2 separate regions of the Pan troglodytes genome follow, and region 1 is linked to region 2. Evidence: chromatin contacts called from public HiChIP or PLAC-seq data. All regions are on one chromosome and are shown on one strand. The core of a region is the stretch at or near the end of the contact, and the rest is flanking DNA. Distances in the headings are between cores, read along the strand shown.

Evidence for each region. HiChIP or PLAC-seq counts read pairs in DNA pulled down with a chosen protein or histone mark.
Region 1: a contact with region 2 is called in an H3K4me3 HiChIP or PLAC-seq map of stem cell-derived excitatory neurons, with 5 times the contacts expected there. The contact joins the promoter of GAN here to the promoter of ATMIN in region 2. A contact is called at or near these places in 1 of 7 Hi-C or Micro-C datasets (stem cell-derived neural progenitor cells) and 1 of 1 datasets of contacts at active chromatin or transcription factors (stem cell-derived excitatory neurons).

What each region holds. Positions count from the first base shown.
Region 1 is chr18:79,474,707-79,477,406 of NHGRI_mPanTro3-v2.0_pri, reverse strand. GAN (gigaxonin) reads right to left here and starts at 1,320. Exons shown (of 10, transcript XM_054668491.2): 1 at 957-1,320.
Region 2 is chr18:79,197,782-79,200,481 of NHGRI_mPanTro3-v2.0_pri, reverse strand. It overlaps ATMIN (ATM interactor), which reads right to left and starts at 1,310. Exons shown (of 4, transcript NM_001280340.1): 1 at 1,036-1,310.

The DNA.
Region 1 (2,700 bases), core at 71-2,570, 280 kb before region 2:
GCAGTTTCTCCAGTTTTTAGCATTCCCCCCTTCCCTTTTATTAAAACAGCAACCTAGTTTGCAAGAAGGTTGCTAAAAGAAAAGATAGTCTCCTGCAAGATCTGATACACTTGTATAAGCACTGTCTTATCAACCTTTTAATTAACCTGGTTAGTTGAGTTGGCAAATCTGGTTAAGCTTTGCTTTACTAAAGTATTAAAATGCCCTTAGTCGCAAGGCTCTCACGGTCCTCGGGTTGTAACAGCATCCTGAGAATTCGCTACAGTTTACTTCGACGTGTAACTCCTCTTTTAAACAGTTACCAGAATGGAGCTGAAAACACACGTTTGGCAAGGAGAAGAATTTCGCCCGGAGGTTCGGACTACCAACCCAAGGAGAACATCGAGAGGGTTTTCTCTGCCTGCACCCAGCGAGGCGCTGTCTGTCCGGCCTCCCAGCGGGCAGGGCGCTCCCTGCCGGGTTGGCGGCGCCGGCCCAGCCCCCGCGCGTGGATTCAGAGGCGAGCGACTGGCGAACTTCAGCGGGGACCGCGGGCCCGGCCTGGGCGAGGGGGTGACTCTTCCTCGGCGCGGCCTCGCCCAGCCCGCAGGTGCGGGTCCCGGCCGGCCCAGGACGGCGTCTGGGGGACTCAGGGTCTCCGAGGCCGGGCGCTCGCCGCGGCGGTGGGAACCGGGAGGGACAAGGCGGGGGATCGCGGTCCGGGTCCGGGGACAACTCCAAGGGGCGCGGGGGTCCCGTGGGGAGCGCGGGCCTGGAAGCCACAGAGGCCGCCCTGGGGACGCGGTCAGCGGGGCCGGGTTCCGGCGCTTGCCGGGAGGGACGCCGCGCCAACGGTGACGCGGGGACCCCGGCGCCGGGGACAGGGGACAGGGTCTGGGGGCCACGCCCGGCCCGGCCGCCCCGCCTCCGGCTCCGGGCAGCACCGCCGCGCCCGCCCGCCGTAGCCCCCTCCCCACCTGATGTACGGGCTGGCCGCCGCCAGGATGTTCTTCTGCACCGGGATCTCCTCCCCGTCGAGGACCAGGTGCGCGTCGCAGAAGCGAGACTCCTCGCGGAAAGAGCTGAGCGCTCGCAGCAGACGCGCGGCGTGCTGAGGGTCAGACACGGCACTGCCCTCAGCCATCGCGGCGCCCGCTCCTCTGCCGACGGGTCCGGCTCCCGACACCGACCGGCCGGACCCCTCGAGCGGCCCGAGTCCTGCGCGCGCGCCCGCCCGGCCCGGCTCTCCGCGCTCTGAGCAGAAGCTGGAGCCCCCGGGACGCGCCTGTGCCATCCGCGGCGCACTGGGCCGGCGCCTTTAAGAAGCCGCGTCGTGAAGTCATTTCTCCGCGACGCCCCCGCACCGTCGCTCCCCGCCCTCTCGCCTCCGCTGCTGGAGACGGCCAATCAGAAGCCTCCTTCCTCCGCCCGCCTAACCAGCTCCGGCTGGGTGCAGCGGAAGGTGTATCCGGATGACATAGGTCGCTGCCGCGATGGAGGGATGTGCGGGCGGGCTAGGATTCCGTGGTTAAGCCTGTGGCCTCTGGAGCCGCGAGTTTGAATCCTGGTTGCAGCTGTTCCACTTACTAGCTGTGTGGCCATGGGTAAGGTGCCCATCCTCAGTTTCTCCGTCTGCAAAATGAAAGCGAATTCTTAGTGTTGTTGTGGACTCATGAGATGATGCATGGAAGCAAGGGCGAAGTCGCTGTAGCTTTCTTTATTTATGAGAGAAAAGGAGCTGCCCAGGTGAGGGGACAAAAACCCGAGAAAACAGACCCGGAAAAGATGGTTTTGGTTGCGGGCTACGAAGGAGACGTAGCAGATGAAGCTGGAGAAGTCCGAAGGAGGCCTTAAATTTTGCAGGGCCTCCTTGGTGTGGGAAGGAGTTTGGTTTCTGCAGGGGTGAAGAACCATGGAAGTACCGTATTTAGCAGGGGGTTTTGTGCAGGTCACTTAGCTCCTGCGTGCAGAATAAGGCGGGGATGGATGTGCTAAAGGCAGATCTATGCTTAGGTATTGCAGGACTAGAGAGAAGGGAATGGGCACCTGGATGAAAGGGTGATGCGGGGGGGGGGGGTAGACAATAGTGGATTGTTTTAAAAAAAATTGTGAGGGAGAGGGAGTTAAGGATAAATATTCTGTTTGAGTAACTGCATGCATGTTTGCACCTTTCAGGGAGAGCTAGGAAATGCGGAAGGGGTGGGCAGTAGAGAGGCAGATGTTTAGATTCAGACAGGCTCCCAACCCAGTGAAGATCAAAGCTGTGATAGAAAGGATCGCTGGGTCAGCTCAGCTGGCAGGCCAAGCCCCACGGTATCTGAAGTTTCCCTGGAGGTTGCTCAGGGCACATGGGCGTGTGGAATGTAGCTACCATTTTGTGCAAACGTTAGGTACTCCATAAGCCTCTAAAAAATTAGCAATTTTATGAGGACTCCGGACCAGAAGAATGTGGCTAGCATTCCAGGCAAGACAGGATGGAATTTTCACTGTCCTTCAACCAACTGAAAGGCTCCAATAAAGTATTGGGTATTTACCCTGAACCAGCCAAGGCTTTGGAGTCACTGGCAGGAATCCAAGTATCTAACTGTTTTCAGGGCAGGAGAATAGATGGGGAGGGTACGGCTGTGGAAGACACATGCATTTCCACTTTCTTCTGTAAATGCAGCTCAGTGTTCCCGGATGCAATGATAAAGATGTCTAGGATTTGCTTCAAAACAAAAC
Region 2 (2,700 bases), core at 61-2,560:
AGACAGGAAAGTCAGTCTGCTTGTCAAGAAAAAAATGATGGATCTGGTGAGGTATAATTCCTGCTAAAAAAAAGTTTGCCCTGGCTGGGCACAGTGGCTCACACCCGTAATCCCAGCCCTTTGGGAGGCTGAGGCGGGTGGATCACTCGAGGTCAGGAGTTCGAGACCAGCCTGGCCAACATGGTGAAACCCCACCTCTACTAAAAATACAAAAATTAGCTGGGCGTGGTGGTATGCACCTGTAATCCCAGCTACTAGGGTGGCTGAGGCAGGAGACTCGCTTGAACCTGGAAGGCAGAGGTTGCAGTGATCCAAGATCGCACCACTGCCACTCCAGCCTGGGCGACAGAGTGAGACTCTGTCTCAAACAAAACAAAACAAAAAACCCAACATAATTAGAAACAAACCTACTGTATACTAACCAGTCCTGAAAAGCAAATGGTATCTTTATGTTCAACAGATGTTTACCAGGATCTTTAAAGAGCTAGAGCTCCTAAAAGCAACTCCACAGAAAGGAACAACAGAAACTATTAAGAAATAGTTCATCCACCTAAGTTATGATTAAATAAAGGATTTAGGTCGGTCGTGGTGGCTCACACCTGGAATCCCAGCACTTTAAGAGGCTGAGGTGGGTGGATCACCTGAGGGTCAGGAGTTCGAGACCAAGCTGGCCATCATGGTGAAACCTGTCTCCACTAAAAATACAAAACAAAATTAGCAGGGTGTGGTGGCAGGTGCCTGTAATGCCAGCTACTAGGGAGGCTGAGGCAGGAGAATTGCTTGAACCCTGGAGGCAGAGGTTACAGTGAGCTGAGATGGCGCCATTGCACTCCAGCCTGGGTGATGGAGTGAGACTGTCTCAAAAACAAACGAACACAAAAACAACAGGGAAAAAAAGGATTTAGTTAAAATTTAGTATGAAAACAAAACAATAGGTTGAAAGCCATTCCCAGAGTTACACTTGTGTGCTGAAAGAAATCCAGAGCTTTTCAGTCCAACAATTCGGCCCCACCTGCAGGGTCTTCCTCAGCATACCTCAGGTACATTTCCTGACTGGCTCCCTGATCTTCATTTGAGAACGTTGTCGCATCCCGGTTTAGATGGTGGTAAGAGCAGATCACTCTTCATTGGCGACACATCTGTCCTACTAGAGACTACAACCTCAGAGTTTTCTGCTGTTAAATTCTTATCAGAAGCCTGACTATGGGCAGACAGAACATGCAATACTCTGGGTACTCTAAATTTACTCCTGATCATCAAAAGCTACATATTCGCAGAACTGCTTTCAATGACTTGCGCTTTTGAATTATGTCACTGCTGGCCTAGAGTGGTGGAAGGAAACTTGCCATTGTAATGACTGAGAGATTGTGACTTAATAGGTCCGGGGTGGGGCTGGACATCTGGATTTTTAATAAGCTTGTCACAGATGTGTCCCAAGGTTGAAAATGACTGCCCTGTTTTGCATAACGTGGAGGGTTGTTGAGACTATTGTCATGGTGTATTTACTGTGTCCCCCTCTTAAAGAAGAGACGCAGGGGCAATTTCCCTTAGGTCTCAGTCCTGAGTTGATCTTACCAACACCGTGAAACTGACTGATGGTGTTTAGAGGCAAAGCTACCGCTCCTTTAAAACATTTTTTTATTCATAATCGACACACAGTAATTATTCCTACTGATGGGCTGCGGTGTGCAGCATGGATGGACATATACATCGCATAGTCATCAAGTCAGAGTATTTAACATGTCCTTGACCTCAAACGTATTGTCTCTTGGTGGTGAGAACATTTAAAACCCTCTCTTCTAGTTATTTTGGCACATACAGTCCACTGGGCAGGACCTAAGGGCGGCATTGTGGGTGTGGTGGCAAGCACAGGGCTTCAGAACCAGAGCCCCCGGTTTAAAGCCCCGCATCATCTAGGTTGCATAATCTGTTTCTCATTAATATAATGGAGACGATGCGTCCCTCGCCAAAATGCCGTTAAGAACTCACGGGCAAAAACGTGTAAAAAGCCTGGGCCGGCGTCCGGCACGACACTCGGGGCCAGGGAGCCAGGGAACCAGGGAACTGGCGCGTACGGCGGACCCGGGGCTCCCAGCTCCTCCTCCCCGCCAGAGGCCGCACCTGCGGGGCCTGCCGCGTGGGTTCGAGAGCCGCCTCCGGCCGGGGAGGGCAGAGGCCGGTGGGGCAGCGGCAGCGGCAGCGCGCAGGGCGCTCGTCCCCCCGAGGCCGGCTTCGCGCGCCGGCGCCGGGCGCTTTGTTGGAGCCAGGCCCGGCCCCCCGGGCCGCCGGCCGCGTCGGGCTCACCTGCAGGCGGTGGCTCTTGACTAGGTGCATGTTGAGCGCGGGGCTGTTGGGCAGGATCTTGCCGCAGCCGCGCACGGTGCACAGGATGTTGGTCCGCACGGCCCGGGACAGCTCGCTCACCGACGGCTGGATCAGCTCCCCCGCCGGCGGCGCGGGGACCGCGGGCTGCTGCGTCGCCCCCGCGGGCCGCGGCCGGCTGCCCCTCAGTCGGGGTCCCGGGGGCACCCACGGGCCCGAGGCGGCGGCGGCGGCTCCTCTCGTGGCCGCCGGGACGGCCCGGGCACCCGCCGCCAGAGCCGCGGACCCCGCCGCCGCCGCCTCCGAGGCCGCCATGGCTCCCGCACGGCCGCCGGGCCCAGCTCGCAGGCCCCGCCCCCGCCGCAGCCACTTCCGGCA